2 separate regions of the Triticum aestivum genome follow, and region 1 is linked to region 2. A link is a contact called in public Hi-C data. All regions are on one chromosome and are shown on one strand. The core of a region is the stretch at or near the end of the contact, and the rest is flanking DNA. Distances in the headings are between cores, read along the strand shown. Region 1 has its middle 29 kb from the start of LOC123100442. Region 2 holds the start of LOC123098825 (CBL-interacting protein kinase 9).

The links. A called contact is a pair of places that touch in the nucleus more often than the background predicts.
Region 1: a Hi-C map of leaf shows a contact between it and region 2, with 3 times the contacts expected there. The contact joins the enhancer-like site here to the promoter of LOC123098825 in region 2. A contact is called at or near these places in 1 of 5 Hi-C or Micro-C datasets (leaf) and 1 of 1 datasets of contacts at active chromatin or transcription factors (leaf).

Annotation. Positions count from the first base shown.
Region 1 is chr4D:481,994,394-482,001,592 of IWGSC CS RefSeq v2.1, reverse strand. No RefSeq gene overlaps it. Among protein-coding and RNA genes, the nearest start is that of LOC123100442, 29 kb to the left of the region's middle. Within about 2 kb of position 1,307, at least 4 of the 8 cell types and tissues checked have an H3K27ac peak or open chromatin away from gene starts, as enhancers often do. A contact at or near this core is called in leaf, where this site is marked.
Region 2 is chr4D:481,762,216-481,769,877 of IWGSC CS RefSeq v2.1, reverse strand. LOC123098825 (CBL-interacting protein kinase 9) reads left to right here and starts at 6,357. Exons shown (of 15, transcript XM_044520901.1): 1 at 6,357-6,709; 2 at 7,363-7,425; 3 at 7,511-7,582. The coding sequence starts at 6,521.

The sequences.
Region 1 (7,199 bases), core at 58-2,557, 240 kb before region 2:
AAAACAATGTTAAACGTGCATATTGTTTAACTGCTCAATGTGCATTCAAAACAAGGTTCAGCATGCACTAAAAAATGTTCAACGAGTGTTTGAAAAATGTTTAACTTATGTCTGAAAAATATTTAACGTGTATTCAAAAAACATTTAACATGCATAGAACAAGTGTTTAAAAAGGTTCGACGTGCATTTCAAACATATATTTGAAAACATTCAACATGTATCTAATTTTTTTAATGTGTAATAAAAAAATCAACAAGTATTTGTGAAAATGCCATCAAAAATTAAAATATGAAAAACGAAATAAATAAATAAACAAACAAGAAAAAAAGAAATTGGAAAACCTAAAAAAGTCGTAAACCGATAGAAAAAAAAGAAAGACAAAAAATGGGGCAAACCTTCCCAAAACTGCCTGAAAGGTTCATAAAACTGCTTCAAATTGCTCCATAAAAGGTTCGGACCGACCTACATTGGCCGGCCCACTTCCTGCTAGATTGAAGGCGAGCACTTTTGTACATCTGTTGCTGAACTTGTTTCGCGGGAGATACTGGAGGCCATGGCAGCGAGGGAGGCACTCGCTTTGGCAAAGGATCTTGCCTGCACGAAGATTGTTGTGGCCACTGACTGTCTAAGTACTGTAAACCATCTCAAGACAGATTACATGGGATGGGCCAAAGCAATTATCTTTGAGCTGAAGAGAAGCATGCAGGACTTTGTGTCTGCTGTTGTTTTGCGTGAGAAGAGGGACTCAAATTTAGAAGCATATTCCTTAGCAAAAGCTGTAATTTCTTTACATTTGGGTAGGCATGTTTGGTTGACTGAGAAACCAAACTTAAGCTGTATCCCGGACAATATTATGAGTTAATTTGAGCAGGGTTGAACCTCAAAAAAAAAAAAGGAAAATCACTTGATTGCTGGCATGTGACTTTTGTACACGGGGTTTTCTTATAAAGCTTGATCTCGCTTCCTAATCGTATTTCCGTCATGAATGGAAAGGGGAAATTTCCGGTTGGACAAAGAAAGAAAAATATGTTAATGGATCCGACCGAATATGCTGCAAGAGAACGTGCGCACGCAGCAAGCCACACGTGGGCCTCTCGCTCCATGCAACATCAACATCACCAATCACCACTGCGTGATTAAGCCACTTCTCTGTCCGTACCTCCAAAGTCCAAACCTAACGAAAACCCCCTGCTACTCCAACACCAGCCACTAAACAACGGGAAATCATTGAGCTTATAAGATTCCCCGTGACAGATCATCTCATCGGCCCCAGTACTGAGCTACTGAACTGCTGATAGCGCCACGCACGCGCGGTATGGCGAGAATGTGGCTGTGCAGGCGGCGAGAGGGACATGGCACGAGGCGCTGGATCCATTCCATGGCCGTCGCGCGCGACGCGGCTGGCAGCAGGGCAAACATGTGGCCATTCCGCAGCGTGATCGATCGTGAGGCTGCCGCCGCTGCTCGTCGCCGTGGTGCTTTCACGGATCGGTGAGGATCGGAGAGGTGTGGTTCGGACTCGCGACTGCGACCGGCGGCCTACCAAAGTACCAGTCGACCGATGCATTATTGGTCATCGGCGAAATCATCACCGATCCCATATTCGCCGTCACCCTCGACCCCGTGATCGGCGACACTTGTGAGGTTGGTCATCGGCAAAATTGATGGGAGTGTGTTTGGATTGATTGGATCCACATATTTTTTTGGAGAGATTTGCGCTGGTCGACGGGATGCTATACTTGAACTCAATAATGCTAAACATACAAAAGTTACATGCACTTACATGCTGACTAGAATTCTTTCTTTCTAACTAACCACTTCCCCCTGATTTTCATGGGGATGGGCCCCTCCTCCCCCTTAATCTTCAATCACAACCCACCTGTTTGTAAAACCCATGTAAACTTATGTATGTGTAGCATTACTCACTTGAACTTGGCGGCTAGGCACGGGTTTGTCCGCCAAACGGTAGATTATACGAAAGCGGATCCGTAAACTTGGTGATTAGTCACGGCGGAAAAAAAATTCTATGAGACCGGGTCTCATTCTGCAACACATGAGACCCACTCGGATGGTTGCCACGTGGCCTTTACAATCTCAAAGCATGAATCCCATCTCCCACCGGTTTTCAATCCCAGGTAGTGATCCCGCTGTATACGTATCCTAATTGTTGTATATGCCACCGGTTTTCAATCCCAGGTAGTGATCCCACCGGTTTTCAATCTCCCACCGGTTTTTCAACACATGACAAATTTAGTCGCAATAATATTAACTGCCATAAGAAATGTTCAATTTGCAATCCCCTCCTAGTGAATGTCAGCTGAATAGCATTCATGTTACATAGAACAGCACATGCCCTTAAAAACACACATATAGAAACTGAAAATAAGTTCAAAACCCTAGGGCGCCGAACTCCTTTTCCTCTTGCATCTACCGGCGTGGCACCATGAGCAAAGCTCATTGTCATCTATTAGCTTCCTTGTCAGTTGAGCAAACTTGTCAAAAACTCAGAAGCTTGTATAAGCAACGGTTAGAAAGTAGTTATATAGACTAGAAGATGCATAATGAAATCAACCCCCTAGGAGAAAAACGATGGAGAGGGCCCGAATAATGCTCCAGGTTTGGTCAGACAAAGAAGGGGAATGTAACTCTCACACGCCCCAACAAAGACGACCTAGTTAACCTTCATCGGTTGAAACTGGAGCCAGAGGTCCAAGACGCACAGCCACACAATCTGCTAGTAGCACCACTGAGAAAATTTTGTAGAGAAAACCCTGCACCGGAGAACTAGATCTGGGACATGCTAGCATCCACATGCCTCCTGACGATGCCAAGAAGCACCATTGAAAAAGAACAAGGCAGGAGAACTTTTCCCGTGCAGGCGATGGCACCGTCGTCTCGCCATCAACCAACCTAAACTAAAAAATATCTCGTCGTACTATCACCATCGGTGGTAAAACAGCAGGCTCCCCATCCCCTCCCATCGCCAAAACGGCAAGGCAGAGGGCCAGAGGGCCCGTGATCTTGCCAGGAGGTGGTAGATCGGCGCCATCATCTTAGTTCATAGGGTTTCATGGTAGGAGGATTCAGTCAGGCCTTCATTCGTCAATTGACCCGAGATGACTGAGAACCTGAATATATATATAGTCCAGATATCAAACATTTGTAAACTAAATGAGTATCAGTAACATGTACTATACGAAATCAAGATCATTTTATTCATCACATGAACATATATCTTTTATATCCACCAAGTTTTTTAGAATCGAGGGTGGGGGGAAGAGGGTCTCATATGGATATATTACTCAAAGTGGTCATAATACCTGGAGATTGATCCAATTTATAAGTGAAACCGGATCGAAAAGCTAAACAAGTTGACACTGTTTATAAAGGAAACCGAGGCTGAAAATCATACAAGAGAGGGCAAAACAAGCGCAGAAACAAGAAATGGACGCTCAGGACAAGGCACGCCTAGCTAGCACACCAAGGACACGCGAGTCGGGCTGCAAGTGAAGATGGGATTAAGTGGGACTAATTAGCCTATCCCACTTAATTTCTTTTAGCGGGCTCCCATTGAAAAAGAATAATAATAATCGGGCTAGCCCACTTATCACATTGGAAGCCCACCTAGACAACGACAACCCTAGAGAGGGAAGTGCCGCAGCATGCTCCCGCCGCTGCAAGTCCGCCGTCACGTCCCTACTTCTTCCTCCTCACACCGCGCCACCCCGGCGGCCTCATCATCATCGAGAATACTCACGTCACGCTGGCGCGGCAGGACGAGGAGTCGTCGTCGTTTAGGGACATGCTGGGGATCTGGACCCCGGAGCAGGTCGGGGCGTGGAAGCTTAGTGAACGTCGTGCACGCCAAAAGTGTCGTCTTATTCTGCCATCTTTGGCACGCCGTGGCCGGAAGGAGGCAAATTTGACAAATTTGACCTGTGGACGAAATCAAATCACAGAATGAACTGCCCGTGAAATTATTTCACGCGGCTGACCTTTTTGTGTGACGCCCGACACGAAGGCGGCACACTACACTGTGCAACGCCTCACAGATAGGCGCTACACGCCTGGCCAGCGTTGCACCCCAGACTGCCTAAAATTGCTAAGACATTGTGCAGAGCCTAAGAGCTAGGCGCTGCACTGTATAGTGTGGCGCCTAGCACTACTAGAAAAAGGGCTATAGATGGGATTGACACTAATGGCGCACCAGACAAGCGCTGCGCCATTAGTATATACTAATGGCGCACCACCTTCTGATACGCCATTAGAGTTGAAACTACTAATGGCGCACTAGGCGCAGGGTGCGTCATTAGTATGAACTTTTTTTTAACTAGTGCGCCTGTCCAAACATACTAATGGCGCATCCAGACACAGTGCGCCATTACTAGTTGTAACTAGTAATGGCGCACCTGGCCCAGGGTGCGCCATTAGTATCCAAATTTTTTTTAACTAGTGCGCTTGTCCAAACATACTAATGGCGCATCCAGACACAGTGCGCCATTACTAGTTGTAACTAGTAATGGCGCACCTGGCCCAGGGTGCGCCATTAGTATCAATTTTTTTTCCTTTTTTTAACTAGTGCGCCTGTCCAAACATACTAATGGCGCACCACCAGAAGGTGCGCCATTAGTAACCTGGATTACTAATGGCGCATTTAGAGTTGGTGCGCCATTAGTAAGTGGGCAGCAACAAGATATTTTGGACAGCCTCTCCTACCCACACTCACTTTCTCCCCACTTCATTCTCTCCACCTCCTCCTTGTCTCGGGTGCCTCCTCTTTTTCACCTCATTTCCACCATAGATTCATTCAATTTAAGTGGTTAAATTACCTTGTTTTGATAGGTAAGTAAGGGGGGAAGCTATATTTATGTTGCTCTCCCTACAACAATGTGCACATGCACTTTTTATGGCCTAGCTAGATCTATGTATGTTCGTGGTGTTGCATATGTTTGTGGTGTTGCATATGTGTTTGTGTTTGGAGGTGTACCGGTATTTGAAATGCGATAGTTGCCAATATTTTGCCGGAATGTTGATTCATTTCCGTTTCGGCGAGAATTTTGGCATTAAGCATTCTTTTTGGTCCTATTTTTAGGGAAAGTCATGCCAAATTTTTTCTTGGTTCTAAAATATCGTTTTGCTCTACCCCGCAGGCGACCATGGTCCGCATGATGACCGAAGGCATCGTGAATAGGTTTTTGAGGTCCGCGAAGGCCGAGATGCTTCAAAAGAACGAGACGGAGATAAGATGTCCGTGTCGAAGATGCAAGCTGAAGAGCCTTATTGCGGACCCGGAATCCGGGCAGGTGCGGGACCACCTGCTCTTGCATGGTTTCATGGATGGCTATCGGTGGCAAGGTGATGAAGATGACTACGAAGTCGTCCATGGGGGCCGGGCAAGAAATGAGGAAGAGCAGCAAGACAACCACCGCGGCTCGGGCGGGCGAGAAGACGAAGAATCCCCAGGAGATGATCACGACGGTGATGCTGTACACAGTCATCATGTAGAAGATGCAGGACATGATGATGAGGAAGATGCCGGAGCAGACGACGGGCATGATCATGAAGATGATGATGCCGGCGGAGCAGACGACGCTGGACCATCGATGGGCTGGGTGCAGGACCCTCATATTCAAGAGCTGCTTCTCAAGCAGACGGATAACGCAAGAGCTGCCGCCCGAGAGAAAGCCAAGATGGATCAACTTGAGTTAGACGCGGTTACTCCATTGTATGAAGGATGCAGGCCCGAGGATACCCGCCTGAAAGTAACGCTCATGGCTCTGGAGATGAAGGTAAAACACAAAATGACCGAAGCATGCTTCGACGAGAACATGTCATTCTGGCACGAACGTCTTCCCAAGGGGAACAAGTGCTCGACCAGTTTGGAGGAGGCGAAGAAAATTGTGTGTCCTCTGGATTTACCGCACGTGAAATACCATGTGTGCATGAACAATTGCATCATTTATCGGGACGAGCACGCGGAGTCTACCATATGTCCGGTGTGCGGCGTCACTCGATACAAGAAGAGGAAGAAAGCTCCTCGAAAAGTGGTGTGGTACTTTCCGATCACTCCTCGTCTGCAGCGGTATTTCGCGGACCCTAAGGTAGCAAAGCTCCTGCGTTGGCACGCGGATAGGGAGGAGAAGAAGCGAGAAGATGACGCAAATGATCCGGAGATAGATAAAAAAGACAAGATGCTGAGTCACCCTAAGGATGCGAGCCAGTGGCAAGCGTTGAACTTCGAAGACCTAGAATTTGGGAACGATCCAAGGAACATCGTGCTGGGCGCGAGCACCGATGGAGTCAATCCGTTTGGCAGCCAGAGAAGCACACATAGCACCTGGCCTGTGTTTGTGTGGATGTACAACCTTCCCCCTGGTTGTGCATGAAGAGAAAGTACATTCACATGAGTATGCTAATCGAAGGACCGAAACAACCAGGGAACGACATCAATCTGTATTTGGGGCTGCTGAAAGAGGAGCTTGACACGATGTGGAAAACGCCAGCCAATATGTGGGACGCCGCAGAGAAAGAATATTTCCCTATGAGAGCCGCGCTGCTCACGACGGTGCACGACTATCTCGGTTACGGATATGTCGCGAGGCAGGTGGTCCACGGATTTTCTGGATGCGTCAGGTGCATGGATGACACAACGTATCGCCAGCTAGATAGAGATCCCGGGTCTTCGAAAACCGTGTTCATGGGACATCGAAGGTGGCTTCGCGACGATGACCCGTGGAGAAAACGCAAGGATCTATTCGATGGTGAAACCGAACCCCGAGGACGCCCGCGTACGAGGAGCGGCGAGGAAATAGACGAGCTGTTGAAAAATTGGAAAGACTGCCCACTGCCGGGAAAGAAGCAAAAGGCGCCAGAGCCGGGAAAGAAGCGAAAGGCGCCAGAGCCGCTGCTGAAGGTATGGAAAACGAGGTCTGTTTTCTGGGACTTGCCGTACTGGAAGATCCACCGTGTGCCTCACAGCCTTGATGTCATGCATATCACGAAGAACGTGTGCGAGAGTCTGCTTGGTACCCTGCTCAACATGCCAGAGAGGACCAAAGATGGGCCGAAAGCAAGGGCAGACTTGAAATCAATGGGCATCAGGCAGGAGCTTCACGCTATATATGATGATGATGAGGCGAAGCAGGACACGGAAAGTCGTCGCAAAGGCAAAAAGGCCAAGAAGACCGGAAATGACTACC
Region 2 (7,662 bases), core at 5,108-7,607:
CCCCCTAACATCACTATATATCGAGGCTAATATGAATGTGATCATTAGACAATTGCTGCTAAAAATGGTTTAAGTTCATGAATTGACCCTCCTCGTAAAGGATTAGCAATGCTTGGCCCCCTAGCTCATTTATTTTTCATGGCTCCGCCACTGCGCGCAACAGCGCACGTGTTCGCCCCCTCTCTCTAAATATCGATCTCGCACTTGTGCATTCCTTCATAGTCTCCCTCCACTCGGCCCCTCGCACCATCTTCTAGCCCCCCACCGGATTTTGCCACATGTACAATCTAGCAGACTCCATGGTTGAACTTAAGCATAATGCACAAACCTCAAAACAACAGTGGTTCTCTTTTGTTCTAGAATCTTCCGTATCATAACTGCCCAAACTTTTTTCTAGTTGAATTGCCATTATTTGTTTTTACTTTATGCTTTACAACGCACAATTCCATGAATCATAAAATAGATTAAGGGCTTCTTTGATTCAAAGGATTCTCAAAGGAATTTTGGAGGATTCTAATCATTAGGAATTTTTCCTATCTTGGTTGTTTGATTCGTAGGATTGTAAACCATAGGAATTTTTCCATATGATTCATTTGCACTAGATTTCATAGGAAACATCCCATCCACTCAAACCTCTTTGAAAGAATTCTGCGTTTTTTTTATGCACAATCAAACACTCGTACAATCCTGTAGGATTCAAGACGACATTCCACTATAATCCCGTGTTTTTCCTATTCCCGCGTTCTTAGCTTTTTTATAAAAAATAATTGATTTTGAATGAGATGAACTATAAGAATTAAACGAAGCGCTACATCAGGCATACTGACTCAGAGCTTACATGCTATAGTGTGGTATTTATTCATAATTTGGTTGCAAAATCTGATGCGTGCAACGCACGTGTACCTTACTAGTACTTCGAGTATGTGCAAAACACGTAAATTAGAATACCAATGGCACGCTACACAGTGTCTCTCTTACAGTTCATGAAGCCACGTGGCACATGTGGAGGCGTTGTCGCGACCTCCTTGCGTGGATTGATCACAGTGACGTGCTGCTGGTTCCAGAAGAATGTACTCGTCCTCCCTGAGCCATACTGGCGGTACATGCACGAAGAGAAGATGTGCACGCACACCACGCACGCACTCATTCCCTCGCACGCACACGCGGGTACACGGGCGGACGCAATTTTGTACCAAGATCCACCCCATGTGATAATTTGACGCGTGTAAAGTCGTTCACTTCATTGATGGTCAATTAATACAGCGCATGCAAATTGAGTGGACGTGAGGGCGGAAGAAAGACATTATTACTCCACTGCGCGCATGCGAGTAGTTAAATCATGGGTTGCTAGTAGTACTTCCATTGATCTCCTTCGTATTTTGTGCCAATTTTTGACAGTAACATAATATTTACGCATTTTTGCAGTGTGGTACTTGAAATTTATGTTCCGCTAAACTCATCGGGAGCCGTTTCCGGCCTCGAAACCAAAACCATCAATTAATCTTTACCTTGTTCCCATCACATTCGAAAGCCTGCTCACACCTGCTAGTACGTACCAAACCTGAACGTGTTCCCACTACGCAGGTATTAGTACTAGTGCTAGTACTTAGGTTATAAAAAGGGGAACTACCTAACCGAAAATTACTCTACCTTTCCTCCTCATAAGTGCTTCTTCTTCGTCCGTCGTTGCCATGGCCGGTGAGCAGAGCTCTAGGTCGAGAACTACTCATAACAAGGGAGCGGCAACCAAGGCTGTGGAAAAAAAAAGAGGGCTCGCCGCCACGCAGAGACCTCGAAAGATCTCTCACGGGGAGGCGATGGCTCCCAGGAGCGCCCTAGCCGCGGAGGCGAACATGCCGCGCCGGCGGAGCTGGAGTCGTTATCCCTCGACGGCATGCCCGATCAGCTCAGTAAGCAGAAGGAGTTCATCCAAGGCTTGATGGAGTTGCTGAAGGAGAGCCTCGACGACATGCATGCTGAGCTCAATCAGCAGGGGGAGTTGACCGCCGGCTTGGTGATGCTGCTGAAGAAGAGCATTGCCTCGGAGAAGAAGGCGACCGGCGAAATCCTGTGACTTCAGGAGGACAAGGCGAAGCTCTGCCACGAGATCGACCTGTTGAAGGAGAAGAACGCCGGCTGGAAGAAGCTGCATGAGAATAGTAGTTCCTCGATGAAGATACTGCAGGCCCTCGTCATGGAACAGAAGGAGGAGTTGGCGAAGCTCCGCATCGAGCACCCGGCTGCTGTTAAGGTACGTAATGCGGTCGTGGAACAGATGATGAAGGCTCGCATCGAGAAATCCCGCGTCATGGACAAAATGAAGAAGATGGCGGAGGAGATGCGCAAGGAGATGGAGGTCGTGGAGGCGATGAAGAAGCAGTTACGACTCCGCGGCGAATTAGATCATTTGGGGTGATAATCTTCCTTCTTCTTTTGCTCCTGTGTTTCATCTTTTGCTTCGGGTGTTTCGCCGCACGTGTCATGTTCTCTGCGAGGCATGAATAGAACAATGTTTTTTGAGGGAATGAATAGAACAATGCTAACAATGAGATGACTAGCAAATTAGATCATTTTTTATCGCCATATGGCACTGGGCTGCCGTGTTTCGTGCTCCTCCGTCGCAGTACTACTCCAGTGGAAAACTTGAGTATACCGCACGGTTCTTTGCTCCTCCTCGATTAGGTCGTCGGCGCATTTATACGAGCAGTCATATCACAAGGCCCCGCCTTCCAGCAGTAATGTGCCGTCAAATCACAAAGGCCCTTGCCTCTCGTGAAACCGACCAAGCTAGACTGCCCCGCCCTCTAGCCTTTTAAAAAATGTATACTTTTGTACAGCAGTAGTATCGATGGATTGCGCCATGGAGCAAAACTTGAAATTAAAAAAAAGGTGGTACATATAGAGAGCGCTCGTCGCCAAATTATGCATATAGTACTATTAAAAAGGCTAGTCACAATAATGGTGTCCAGCACAACCCACCCCTCAAATAAAACTAAGAGGGTGCTTGGATACATTTTAGTCCCATGACTAAAAGTAGTAGGACTAAAACATGCTAGCCTCACCCATGCTTGGATCCAAATACTAAAAAGGCTAAAATCAAGTTAATGATCATTTATTATCCTCCAAACCCTCCAATCCAGAACTCGCCTGTGTTAAAGGAGTGGAGATAAATGCGTAGAGAGAGGACTAATCGTTCTTATATTATGGGACACAGGGAGTACTAGTATTTATTGCATTTGCCAAGGAGTGACCTCTTCCAATGAAATGGTGTTGCTAAGTTTGCTTCATTTAATTAGCTATAGACTCAAAATTGTCTTTTCACCTAGGTACACGCGCTTAGCACCGGTCTTCCTTGGGTCAGCAAACTAGTCTCTCTCTTCTTGATTAACATGCCACATCAGACTTTATGCCTATGTGGCAAGCTTAAGCACCTGTAGGAGCAAGTAAAAGTAAGTACAATAGTGCGCTTTACATGGCATTTTTGCATCTGTGGAGGAAAGAGAGGCAAGGAAAAAGTGGAGAAGTGGGCTCTCATGCAAGAGCCAGCCTCTACTACATGGTGGAGCATTGGGAGAGGCACCTGTATGGAGGTGGTCAGGAATTGGGAGACTCACGCGGGTCGTAGAGCCGCAGTTAAAATGATAATGGCAAGTCAAATCACGGGGCCCCACCTGTCCAGCAGTAACTCGCTGTCAAATCACACAGCCCTACGTTTGTAGCAGCCTACTCCCTCGTCTTCTCGCGTCTCTGTCGAACCGACTAGGCGGAACTGCCCCGCCGCCTACCGCGCAGGAAAAGCCCCGCCCTTGACTTTTAAATAGTATATAGTATACTAATTTTGTATCCATGGATTGCGCCCGCGCCATGGAGCAAAGCGTCTAGAAAATGGCGGTACACATGTACGGAGTATACAGCACGCCCGTCGCGTTCGCGTCGCACCCCAGACGGTCGGTCGGTCTGGCACGCTGCTCTCCGAATGGAACGCGCGTCATATTGCGTTTGCACACACATGTGGGACGGCAATTGAGAACCGACCATAGGCACACTCCCCGGCCCCGCAAGTCGGGTGACTTAATAAAAGAGGGAGACGAGCGATAGTACTACTAGTGTAAGCACTGAAGGCCCTTACGAACCGGTTTTAAAGCTCCGTTTTCTACTAGTGTAAGCAGGCTCGCCGCCTGAGAAACCCACACCCGGCTATCTCCAAAGCTCAACACATCCGCTCCACATCCTCCTCCTTTCCTCCACATTCGCCATGACCGCTAGAGGGAAAGCACCGTGGGACAGTCTATCACCGGAGATGAAGCATGCAGTGGCCGCCCTTGTCGTCGCCTGGCATAGCTGCCGTGCCAGGCGGATCGAGGCTGGCTTACCAGCTAGCTCGCCTGAGGTCTCCGACGACGAGGACGACACCATGATGGAGACGGGCTCCGACAACTCCGCCCCGGGTCCCGCGCCTCCTGTGCACGCCGGCTTCACAATGGACCAGGCACAGGCGCACTTCAAAGCCGCCATGGCGGAGGTGCAGCCTGCGCCAGCGCCTCTGTTGGCGTTTCAGCAGGCGTAGGAGGAACATGTTGTACCTGTTCCTCCTAGAGCAGCACCGGCTGGCTGAGGGCCAGATCTATGGCGAGCACACGAGCGAGGAGGCCGTGGCGGCCATGGCCGCGGCGAAGCCCAACTTCGTGGCAGAGCAGCGTGCCATCTACGATGCCATCCTCGCTCAAGCCACCGCTCATGAGGAAGTGTCCGCTGCGGAGGCGCAGCTGCAGGCGATCGCGGAGGAGAACAATGCCAGTTGCGCCTCCTACGCACCGCCGACGAACCATCAGCCGCCCCGGTGGGACGAAGACAACAGCAACGCCACCATTTTCATCATGGACCTCACATCCACCAGCGATGGACAGGTCTCGGACTCCTTCGAGGATGAGTAGGCCACGGGAGGCGGCGGTGCCTTGTGTCCCATGTGGGCCGGTCCGTCCCCCTGTTCTACTTCCTTGCCGGAGACCGCACCTACACTTCATCGGTCTTTATCGTCGGTGCTCATGGAGACGGCGGATGGAAAACGACACTGGCTTGGACGCCGGGCGCCGCTGCCGTAGGATAGGTTTAGGGGTGTGTCCTTTTTTGTTCTAAAAAATGTTCAAAATGTAATGAAATCCCCCATGTCAGTATGAAATCCGCCGCGTTTGTATGAAATCCGGTCGTGTTTGCATGAATTTCATCCTGTTTGTTGCAAAAAAGTTCGAAATGTATGCGGCTAGCGTTGGATGTCGTCCTCCCGCATCCGTGCCGCGGACTAGTCCCGCTCCCCCCTCCCCTCGTGTCTGCGGATACAGGAGGAAATTTGCGGGTTGCCGTTGGGATGCCCTTACCATGTTGCTCGATAGTGGCGCGATGCTGTTTAGTTTACTGATCTACTTTGTTAAGTGGGAATCCAATTATTCCCACTTAATCTACATTTGTTTTGGTGGGATACCCACCTTTCTAACACCAAACTGTATTGGGACCAGGTGATTGTGCTGGGACTTTGCACCTACAGTCCGACCCGCAGGCCGACACGAGAGGCACCATGTGTTTTTAGTATGAACTTGATTTATTTTTTTCTGATATAAAAGGTGGATTTTATTAACTTAAAATGGAGCGTCAAGAAGATACATAACACTATAGCACACGCCCAACCTCTACATAGCTATCTTTATAAAATCCGTCTAGAAACAAGCGCAATATGCGCTATATTCTGACGTGGACGAAGTGTTTTAGGCTTTTTTGTCGGGGCGCGGGTGTTTGCGGAGTGCCGCGGCAGATTCAGGCTTGGAGCCGTCGACCGACCCGAGGTGACTAACTAACTGACCGCCGGGTGAGGTCGTTTTCAGCGTGTGCATGATTGGCGTACGGCCCGCACCCGTACGCCGCCGCTCCTTCCTGGAAGCTACGCGCCCGCACGACCGACCCGGTTTATCTCGCGCATCTCCCTGGATAGGCACACGGAGACGGCCATTTCCACGACCAAAGTGCGATCGGAACAAACAGACGCGGGAAATCTCAGCTTTACCCGCACCCACGAAGCAAGGATAGATGGCACGTAGCGTACTGCTAACCTTTTTTGGTCTGGTCCTCTCTCTTTACCGTCCCGTCACGGCCGCTCGTAGCACTAGTAGCTATCCACGCCACGCCCAGGCCCGGCCAAGCGGTGCCCATGCCCATGCGCGGCCCACGGAGGAGAGAAGGGGGAGACGGGATGGGACCCGCGCACTCAGTGCGGCCGCCCGCCCGCCGCCATCCGTCTCATTCCACGCGCTTCCACCCGCCCCCGCCTCTATCCTCTCTCTCTCTTATAAACCGGCCGTGAATTCCAGAGCGAAACAAAGCCAACGGCAGGGAGGAAGGGAGAGACCCGACCAGCGACCCAACGACCCAGCGTCGACCTACCTCCTACCCTCATCGATCCATTGATCCATTGATTTGATTGATTAATTGATCCGCCACCGCCACCACCACCGCCGTGGAGAAAGGAGGGATGGCGGCGGCGGGCGGGAAAGGGGGGCCGAGGCGGACGACGCGGGTGGGCCCGTACGAGCTCGGCAAGACCGTCGGCGAGGGCAGCTTCGCCAAGGTCAAGATCGCCAAGGACACCCGCAACGCCGCCACCTGCGCCATCAAGGTGCTCGACCGCAACCACGTCCTCCGGCACAAGATGGTCGAGCAGGTCCGTCGTCCATCCCAAATCAATCCCACGCCTCCTTCCTCCATCCGGCCCGGGGGAACACCTTAATTAATGATTAACGATGCATCTAGGCGGGCTGATTCGTCGAATTGGGAGTGAAACAAACCCCTAAATTACGACCGCGAAATCGACATAATTTATTCATCGGAGGACCGACCACCTAATTCTAGAAAAGAACGTCCCAAATAACAATTATACGTCGAGGTCTCTATCATGGTCGAGATTCCCTGTCCGTCCGTCCGTGGGGATTATTTTTCCGGTGTCAGCTTTGCTCATGATTTTTGGTTGTTAATGTAAAAAAAAGAGAACATGTTTTTTTAATAAAAACAAAGAACAGGTTGATGCCAAAGAATATGAATTGAAAATTGTGATCATCGAATTAGCTTTGCAAAACGGGTCTCTTAAACGGGGGCCACTCTGCACCTGCATCACCCGCGTCATGCTCATTTTACAAGAGGATTTTCTAGATATCGTATATTTCTTCTGCTATATGCAAATTAAGGATGTGATGTGATCTAACCTAACACGACTGCTAGGGTGCTAGAGATGTAATGTTTACCTCAACTCCTGCGCCCTCCGTACAGATCTGGTCTGATTATGAACGCTGACCATCTATTCCCGCCTTTTCATTTCAGATTAAACGGGAGATCGCCACAATGAAGCTAATAAGACATCCGAATGTGGTCCAGCTGCATGAGGTACAACCTAGTTTTCTTGCAGAGACAGTTTTGTCTCGTCATCTTTTATATATTTCATCTCACGTAACATGTGCGCATTTCACAGGTGATGGCTAGCAAATCAAAGATATACATGGTTCTTGAGTTTGTTGAGGGAGGCGAGCTTTTTGATAAGATCGTAAGGCCCTCAAAACTTCATGTGCTGGATATTATGGCTTTTACTTAGCGTGCAATTATTATTTTTATGTCACGAGCTTA